Linked DNA regions of Lactuca sativa: region 1 is linked to region 2. A link is a contact called in public Hi-C data. All regions are on one chromosome and are shown on one strand. Each heading gives the region's core, a stretch centred on a gene start, on an enhancer-like site or on the middle of the called end of the contact. The rest is flanking DNA. Distances are from core to core; before and after follow the strand shown.

Region 1 (5,053 bases), core at 1,533-4,032, 610 kb before region 2:
TATGGGTTAGTCTTGCTTTGTGTGTTTATCTAGGTGGCGTTTAGCACCTGTTATGGGATTTTGAGGACGTTTTGACTTTTGAGCTGCTTTGCAAGGTGAATTCTCTCACTGTACTGTAGGACAGTAGGTGTCATTATATGCTTGTTGTCTGTGTGACTCTTGCTTATATGCTTGCATCTTATGAATACTGGGCGGGGTCCGAAGCATACCGGGTTGGGCCGGTTGTATCCACCAAAGATTATCAATTCACACCAAAAACCACTTATTATGTGATATATCATCTAAACATCATTTATTGCAAGACAATATACATTAAAGCTACTTTATTTTGATTTTTTTTTGTAGTTTAACAACTTTGAATCAAAATGTTCCACAAAAGCACTCAAATTTCATAACTTTTTCTATGTCGACCAATATGATCTGTTATAATAATTTTTTTTTTTTTAAATCTAACATCTATAATGAAATAGTAAACTTTGTCATCATGAATCAAAATATTTTACTAAAATCATTTAACTTTGACAAGTATATGTATTGTTACCTCATGACGTTAACCTCTTGTAAAATGTCATAGTGATTGACGTTAAGAAATTCTTAAACATGGATGATTTTAATAAAAAGATATTTTATAGTAATTATACTTCAATATTTATTTAAATATATCGATATTTCTATTATAAGAATTTAGTATTAGCATTTTAAAAAAATTACATAAATGTTCTTGTTGTTTTTTAGATTTACAAGTTGCATCCGTAACTTTTTTTGGTTACATAGATGGTCTATATGGTTTCAATTTCTTGTGTGGTTGGTCCTTTTGGTTTTTCGGCTTACAAGGTGCATCCCTAATCAATTTACCCTAACCTAGTTTACTTATGTTCATCTTCATCACCCTACCAATTGGAAAATTATCAAAATTCTCCATCTTTGACGACACCCTTCTCCATCTCCCTCCCATTCCTTTCATACCCGCCATATATCGTCGTCAACAGATAGAGTTAAGCAAGCCTTCCCTCTAAATCTCACCATATTAAGTATAAGAAACCCTATTAAGACATTCTATCGACTCTAAAAGCTCTCTTACTTTTCTCACAAGAAACATTATTAAAAAACGCAAAAGAAACCAAATGTTGCCAATCACCACCAGTTTGACTTGATGATGTTATCCTATTTCACTTTATCCAATGATGATTCCTCCGTTAAGGAGTTTCAACAACCATAACTACCAAACGAGATGTCTCTCCCCATGCCCGGTCTTCCTTTTATGGTTCCTTCTTGTGATAATTTGGTTTAGCATCTCCAACTTCTCTCTCTCTCTCTCTCTCTCTCTCTCTCTCTCTCTCTCTCTCTCTCTCCGACACTGTTTCTTCACAACAAAATTCATGGTTTATGAGTTCCTCGTCCATATCATCTCATTTCATCGGAGTCAATAAGGCAAGGTTGAAATGGTCTTGGGAAAGAGGGTATGAGTACAATAGGTTAAGGTTACCGGTGGTGGTCGGTTAGGTTTTTAAGGGTTTATAATTTAATGTTTATAAATCTTAATATTATATAAAAAAGATAAAATAAAAATGATAGAAAAGTTTTTTATATGAATCAAATCAACCATATAAAAAATTAAAACCACATGAATTGTGAATATAATATAAAAATTATATGGACAAAAATGGCAAATCTAAAAAGTCATATGGACCATTTAAGTAATTTTGTCTATTATATTTTACAAATTTTAATTAAAAAAGAAAAGTACTAAATTGGGACCATACGAAGAAAAACATAGAGTAGGGACGTGGATGATAGTTATCATCCCTATCCAATATCCGTCAGAGCTTATCCGCTTTACGAACGTGGATCTGTGTGTTTGGTCAAACCATCAAACAACCCAAATAAATATATTCAACAATTCTCAAACTATTTCGTACATTTATTTATTTCCTTCTTTAATATTTTTGGTAATGTATCACACATCTAAAACTTCAAACTGAACATACAAAAACTAAAACTTAATTACCCTCTAGCTCTAAAAAAAGCCATTACGAATGCAATATCTCCAAAAAATTGTAATAATTCTCAATTCTAAGGAATAATAAAAATGAGAATATACATTCAGGATTAAGGAGACTAATAAATGTATCTGTCTTTTAAAAAATATTTCAAAATTTATCAATAATTTTAAAAAATTCTTCCAATAACCATCTATTCACAAGGACATTGCAAAGGGCTTTAGCAATGTGAAAAGGGTTTAATACATCTTTTTTTCTATCTTTATCCAAAATTTTGTTCTAACAATATAAAGTTTCATTTTCTAAAAAAGTAATTTTTTAAAATCTTTACCATTTAAAAAACCTTCAAAAAAAACTGTTTTATTAATAAAAAATTATGATTTTCACCAAAATAAAATTGGTTACATTATTAGTTTTAAATTTCGTACTATTAAACTTTTTTTTTTTTGAAACAATATCATTTTAAAACTTAGATATTAATAATTGACATTGCAAAATTGATGGTTATATAGAGAGTTTTTTAAATTTTAGATTAACATTTTTAAAAAATACTGATTAATTTTAGCTATTTTTGTTTTCTAAATTAAAATAAAAAGCGGATAAAGATAAAAGATAATAATTTGGCTAAATTAGATTCATCCATATCTTAATGATAAGCTCAGGCAAGTATAGCTAGACTTGGTAAGACACTAATGCTGTTCCCATGTGCCAACGATTGCTTGCCACGTGTCCACGCTTTTTTTGCTCTTTATCAAATCCATATTTATATGCTCCCCAAGAATGGTTCCAACCCTATCTTTGATCTGTGTTTCACAAACACTCAATTTCTCTGTTTCTTTGTTTTTCATACCCCATAATTCCATAAACAAAAACCAACTTCCATTTTCATTCCTTCATCATCAAAATCTAATCGAAATGGGTGAAGGAAAAAATCAAAACTATAACAAAGATCATCATCTGAAACAAAAATGGGATGTAATGGAAGAAGAAGCAGACAAGTATAAACATGAACATAAACATCCATGTTCTTCAAATGAAGAAGCTTGTTCAACAATCTCAGATGGATCATCGTCGTCCATAACGTGTTGTTCTTCATCTTCTTCATCTGATACAACAGATGATGCGTCTTCTTCTTCCGCGAATTCCAGTAGATCTTCCTTGTATGATCTATCAGACCTAATGTCTCAGTTACCTATCAAGTAAGTTCCGTTAATTTGCGTAATTTTCCCCCTAAATTTGATTGAATTTAGGTTACGATCTGTCATCTGTATACTGAAATGGTTGAATTTGCTGCAGACGAGGTCTATCGAAGTTTTATCATGGAAAATCAGACTCATTTTCATCTCTAGCGAGGGTAACGAGCGTTGAAGATCTTCCTAAGAAAGAACACAAAATGAAGAAGAAGATGAAGAAGAGCTACAGATCTCACACACTTCCTAAACCGATCATCTCAAAGAGAAAATCGAGAGGTTATTTGAAGAAAAAGTTTGGAAGTAGCAGCATGAAGAAGAAAATCGATGAGTGATTGTGGCTTTTCCATGTCTGTTTTAGGCTAATCGATGTTTTTTTCTGTAAATATAAGGCTTTTTGCTTCTTAATTACTTCAATTAAAAAGAGCAAATTAAAAAAGTTAAATTCATTAGATTCAGAGAAAAAAAAAAAGTTATTACACAAATCTAAGAGATAATGATGAATTGATCATCGAAGTTATTACACAAAAACAGCAGAGATTGATGTTTTCATGGAGATTTGATGGACCGATTTTGTAATCTGCTTGATCTTCTCATCGGAGATGGTGTAACCACGGTGGTCGGTTCTATTTTGCGCCTCTGTTTCTTGATGGTTTTCTCGTTGTAAACAACAGAATCTCCGGTTGAGTTCTCGATGTGAGAGGCTTTTGTTTCGCCGGAAAAAATGGTGGATTGGATCAAAGAATTGCTTTCTCCGAACACAAACTCGCCGAGCAACTCGACAGATGGTGGATGAATGTGACTATGTTCTTCAGAAACATCTTTCTGTAAAGGTGTAGATTTCATCAATGGTGATTCTTCTTCTTCGTGGTCTTCTTGTTCAAGAACCCTAATTTCTTCCTTTTCAGCTTCGTGATTTGCTCCGGCGACAGTTGGTGTTACCGGAGGTGAGGATTTCATCCGTCTTGAATACATGACACCGAAAGATGATGTAAGAATTAACATAAAAAACCCGATTACACCTACAAGATTTAGATCAAAACTTTCCGATTGGATAGTTTCAGTTTCTATTTCTGAATCATTAATCTCCTCCATTTCTTGTTCTGCAATTTCTTCGTTTTCATCGGAATCTGTTGCTACCAACGTCTGATCATCATCATCAACTTCTCTTTCACCCTCTACATCATAAATCGCCACCATTTCTTCTGCAATTTCGTCGTTTTCATCAAGATCTTCATCTTCTTTCCACATTTCACCATGAATGACATCTGCTTCATCATTTTCTAGATCAATATCAGCTCCTAATTCTTGCAACGAATCAGAGGTTTCCTCTTCATCGTCATGAACGCCAACAATATCTACTTCCTTCAATCTTCCTACCACTAATTCCGTTTCCATTAATGAACAACTTCCAACTTGAGAAAAGTTTAAACCTGAAACTCCATAAACATTACTCCAAGTTTCTACTGTATGAAAAGGGGTTGGAGAATCCATTGAACATATAGCTTGAGTAGTATAGATTACAGCAATCACAACAGCGATAAACTTCAAAAAGCCTTTCAAATTCCAGAATCTCTCATCGTCCCCAAACTCAATCTCTTCTTCTTCTTCTTCTTCTTCATCTTCTTCTTCTTCTTCTTGGCTTTCACCTTCTTCATCTTCTTCTTCACATTCACCTTCGTTGTTTATCAAATCCAGGGTTTGTTCTTCTTTTTGAGAACAAGAATCAACAAACCCATACGAATCTGCCCCTAATTCCATTCCAGGAGCTTCAAAAGAATTACTACTTCTGACACTTTCTTCGTTTCCATGAAGAACAGATATCATCCTACGTCGATTAGGGTTATAACGTAAGAACTTAGG
Region 2 (4,683 bases), core at 1,494-3,993:
CTTAAGTCCAAATAAGAACATATGATTGTCTACGATGCAAATACTAACACTCCCACTCTGTCCAAGTCCTGGGACTTTACCCCATTGTACCAAGTGCAATTTCCACCATGTCGGAAATTTCATGGTCTGCAACAATTATAACTTAAGATGTCACACCTCTAAGTTCTGCAGAAAGACCCCAACCACTACAACCTCAACCACTACTGCAGGAAAAATGCGTAACTGCTTCAAATGAAACAATCGGGACACTTCAAGAAGAATTGCCTAAAATGAAGAATTAGGGTGACAAAGGAAGACCATAGTAATTGATGTAAGAAATGCTCTCCATGACCCAACTGTGGTTACTGATACGTTTCATATCAACAATATTATGCTTCCGTATGATTTAATACTGATATCGATATAAGCTTTATTGACCATAGTTTTAGAAACGCGATAAAACATAAATTCTACAAACTTAATAAAGCTTACACAATGGAAATGACAATCAACCAAATTGAAAACACTTTCGAAATACTCACCAATTTCCTTCTCACCTTGAATAACCACGTCTTTCACGTCGACCTAATGCCTATAACCATTGGAAGATCGATGTGATCATCAAAATAAATTGGTCATCACCTCATCGAATAAAGGTTCAATGATACAAAAAAGTTGTTCGACTACCTTTACCCAACAATGAGGCTCTCGTCATTGACGGAGATAAATCAGGGAGGAACCTAAGAGTCATCACTTGCATAAAGGCAAGAAAGTATTTGCAGAAGAGTTGCTTAACTTTCTTGGCCTACGTGGTGGATATGTAAGACAAGGATAAGGAAATCAAAGACATACTGCAAGTGTACGACTACCCGAATGTATCTTTAGAGGATCCACCTGGAGTACCTTCAGTCAGACAAGTCGAATTCCAAATTGACCTAATCATGGGTGCAACACTAGTGACACGGTCTTCCTATCATCTGTGTAACATCCCCCTCTAGCATGTATCACAATATTGTCCGCTTTGGGCTCCCTGCACGAAAACTTCCCAGAGGGTCACCCATCCCTGGATTGCTCTCGCTCGGACACGCTTAACTGCATAGTTCTTATGGGATCTGCTGCCCTCACGACTTTAAAACGCTTTGTGATAAGGAAGGTATCCACACCCCATATAAGGAAATGTTTCGTTCTCCTTCCAAGTAGATGTGGGATCAGGTGCAACCCACCTTCACCCGCACATTATAAGGTTCAATGTCCCCGTCGAACACATCGACTCGTGCCCCATATCTGATACCATTTATAACATCCCCTTTTGACACGTATCACAATATTGTCCGCTTTGGGCTCCCGGTACGAAAACTTCCCAGGGGTCACCCATCCTAGATTATTCTCACCTGGGCACGCTTAATTGCAGAGTTCTTATGAGATCTGCTGTCCTCACGGCTTTAAAACGCGTTGTGACAAGGAAGGTATCCGCACCCCTTTATAAGGAAATGTTTCGTTCTCCTTCCAAACTGATGTGGGATTAGGTGCAACCCACCTTCACAAAGAATTTCATTGAATATAACACCAAAAACAACCGTTTTAAAAAAAAAAAAAAACCTCTAACTTTGAAAAAACCGTCTATCCGATTTAAAACGAATGATATATGCTTGTTTAAAGAATTTCATAGAATACAAAAGTATAAATTTCTTACTGAAAAGCTGAAATATTTTATCTTTGATATCCCAACTTTGAAAGATTGCAATTTATCGAATATAACACCAAAAACCACAAAATTATAGTATAAAATCATCTACAAACTCTAAATTACATGTTGGAAAAAACTACATGTCAATCCGACTTAAAACGAATGAGATATGCATGTTTAAATAATTTCACATAATATAAAAGTTTAAATTTTTGCAGAAAAGTTGAAATATTTTAAGTTTGATACCCCAACTTTGAAGGATTGTAATTTATTGAATATAACACCAAAAACAACAAAATTATAAAATAAAATCATCTAAAAACTCTAAATTACACATTGGAAAAAACCGCATGTCAATCCGACTTACGAATAAGATATGTTAGAATTTCACAAAATACAAAAATTTAAATTTCTTGTTGAAAAGCTGAAATATTTCAACTTTAATATCTCAACTTTGAATGATTGTAATTCATTGAATGTAATACAAAAAACAATAAAATTATAGTCTAAAATCATTTACAAACTCTAAATTACATGTTGGAAAAGACCGCATGTCAATCCGGCTTAAAACGAATGTGATATGCTTGTTTAAAAATTTTCATAAAAAATAGATTTGATTTTTTTTCTTTTTTAATTTTTAAATCAGGTCCAAAACCGGTTTTTACCCGGAACTAGCCATACCAAACTGATTTTGATCAAATCCTAGAACCGAGAACTGGCCTGGGGTCCAAAAAAAGGTCCAGATCCAGGTAGGGTTCGATCCAATGCTCACCCATAATTCAACATATATATTAAAATGTTCCAATCAAACAACAAATAAAAAATTCAAATCTTAAAAATTCAGTCTTAAAAATTCATCTTAAAAATTTAGATCTTACCAAAATTGTCCTTAAATATAACTATTTGTTCAAATTTTGACATCAACGTCATGGAGAACTATTCTTGATTATCTTGAAGAATAGGTAGAAGATTTTTTTAAGAAAAGAAAAAAGTGCAAACTAGAGAGTAGTTGAAGGACTATTTTAACAAATTACACAATGTGAAACTGTGGGAAGAAATATCTCTCGATTTTGTTTCCAAACGTGGAAAAGAATCAATAATAGTTTCCCACTTCTTCAAAGTCCCAAACCGAAACTGACACGATCACAGCCGGCGCCTCCCCTAAAATTTCCAAATCAATATCAATATACGCGTATAAATCAATCATAGGTTTCGATTCTTCTTTGCTAAGTGTTTTCTTCAGATCCACCTTCCTTCTATACCATTAACCCAAATATTCTAGGGTTTCAACAGATTCCTCTACACTAATTTCAATCTTGCTTGCTCTGCCTTCCTACTTCTCTCAATTTTCGAATCTAACAGATTAAGTTTCCGATTTTGTATGTGGGTTTCAGGGTTTGGGTCGAGAAACCAAATTACTCTTTTCGATTTGGTGTGTTTCTTTAGGGATTTGGTCGAATTTTCTGTTTTCTTTCATTCGATTACAACTTTTTCTTCTCATAATTCAGCGGAATAATGGTGGGTTCGGAGGCTTTACCTTCACCAAGGCAGCACGGGGTTACGAAACCCTTGTCTCTAGCGGGACCATCTGACGCTGATTTACTAAGAACCAAGAAATTGAACAAGGTCGGCTATGGTAACCAATTTGAATATCTCTATGCTCATCTTCTTCAACCGTTTTAACTGTCGTTTCGTTCTTGTAGTTCTTGGTAGATGCTGGACTATACGAAAGCAAAGAAGAAGCCGCTAAGAGGGTGGAAGTTCTTGGTCGAATTAAGCAGGTGCGTTTAGTCTCAATTATTGAACTTGGGATAATTTTCTCTTATGTTTTGATTATCTCTATAATCTTCGACATGTATTCACGTTTATCCATTATCATACCAATTATATGTAATCATTCCTTTTGAAAGAGCCCCACTGGGTGTATATTTGACAAGAGTGCAAGATCATGAGGAGATATGGAATATCTTTGTTCAAATAATTATTTTGTTTTGTTAGCTATTATCTCACTAGTTGCCTACATGAAAGTGGAAAGACCTTATATAGAAACACAAAAAAAAAACTCTTGCACCATCAGACCCTATGTATTGTATGTATCATGCTTCTATAGATAAAACTTGACTTATAGGTTAATATATCCTCATATATAACTAAACAAGTCATGATAGTTTTTTAAACTATATAGAAGTTATAAAAAAGGAATATACCTAGGACATTCTTTCTATAGTCTAATATAAATCTTTTTCATGATTTTCTTTTGAAAAACATTCCTTTTACAGATTGTAGTTGATTGGGTGAAGCAACTTACTCGCTTACGTGGCTATACAGACCAAATGGTTGAAGATGCAAATGCTGTCATCTTTACTTTTGGTTCATATCGACTTGGAGTAAGTGAATTTTTAATAACTAGATAATAGTATCAACACATTATTGCATTAATAAATAACTTTTTTTATTCCATCAAAATTTAATGATAGGTTCATGGTCCTGGAGCAGACATTGACACTTTATGTGTAGGGCCTTCTTATGTGAATCGAGATGTAAGTTATTTAAAATTTCATCAAGATATTAATAGGCTATAAGAGCTCATTAATCATTAATTATACTCTTTTCTTTTTAAAATTTTTCAGGACTTCTTTTTTGTATTGCATGATATGTTGTCAGGAATGGAGGAAGTTACAGAACTTCAACCAGTTCCAGATGCTCATGTTCCAGTCATGAAATTTAAATTTGATGGAATTTGTATTGATCTTCTTTATGCCAGCATTTCTGTTTTAGTTGTTCCAGATGTAAGCTTTTGTTTGTGTAAAATCCCCTTAAAAGAGTTAAACTCCTTCCTATTGTGCTTAGATTGTTTTTTTTTTTTTTTTTTTTAAAACAGGATCTAGACATATCTGATGATTCTGTCTTGTATGATGTTGATGAGCCTACTGTGAGGAGTCTTAATGGTTGCAGGGTTGCTGATCAGATTCTTAAACATGTTCCAAATGTTGAGGTGATTATTATTATGAGGGCTT

The links. A called contact is a pair of places that touch in the nucleus more often than the background predicts.
Region 1: a Hi-C map of seed shows a contact between it and region 2, with 8 times the contacts expected there. The contact joins the promoter of LOC111907939 here to the promoter of LOC111907941 in region 2. A contact is called at or near these places in 2 of 4 Hi-C or Micro-C datasets (leaf and seed).

The regions. Positions count from the first base shown.
Region 1 is chr4:177,895,497-177,900,549 of Lsat_Salinas_v11, reverse strand. LOC111907939 (protein OXIDATIVE STRESS 3) reads left to right here and starts at 2,782. Exons shown (of 2, transcript XM_023903751.3): 1 at 2,782-3,199; 2 at 3,297-3,642. The coding sequence starts at 2,916. The coding sequence ends at 3,525. LOC111907938 reads right to left here. Exons shown (of 2, transcript XM_023903749.3): 2 at 3,622-5,053. The coding sequence ends at 3,740.
Region 2 is chr4:177,285,069-177,289,751 of Lsat_Salinas_v11, reverse strand. LOC111907941 (nuclear poly(A) polymerase 4) reads left to right here and starts at 2,743. Exons shown (of 13, transcript XM_023903756.3): 1 at 2,743-2,875; 2 at 3,175-3,292; 3 at 3,370-3,447; 4 at 3,946-4,053; 5 at 4,144-4,206; 6 at 4,297-4,455; 7 at 4,548-4,661. The coding sequence starts at 3,182.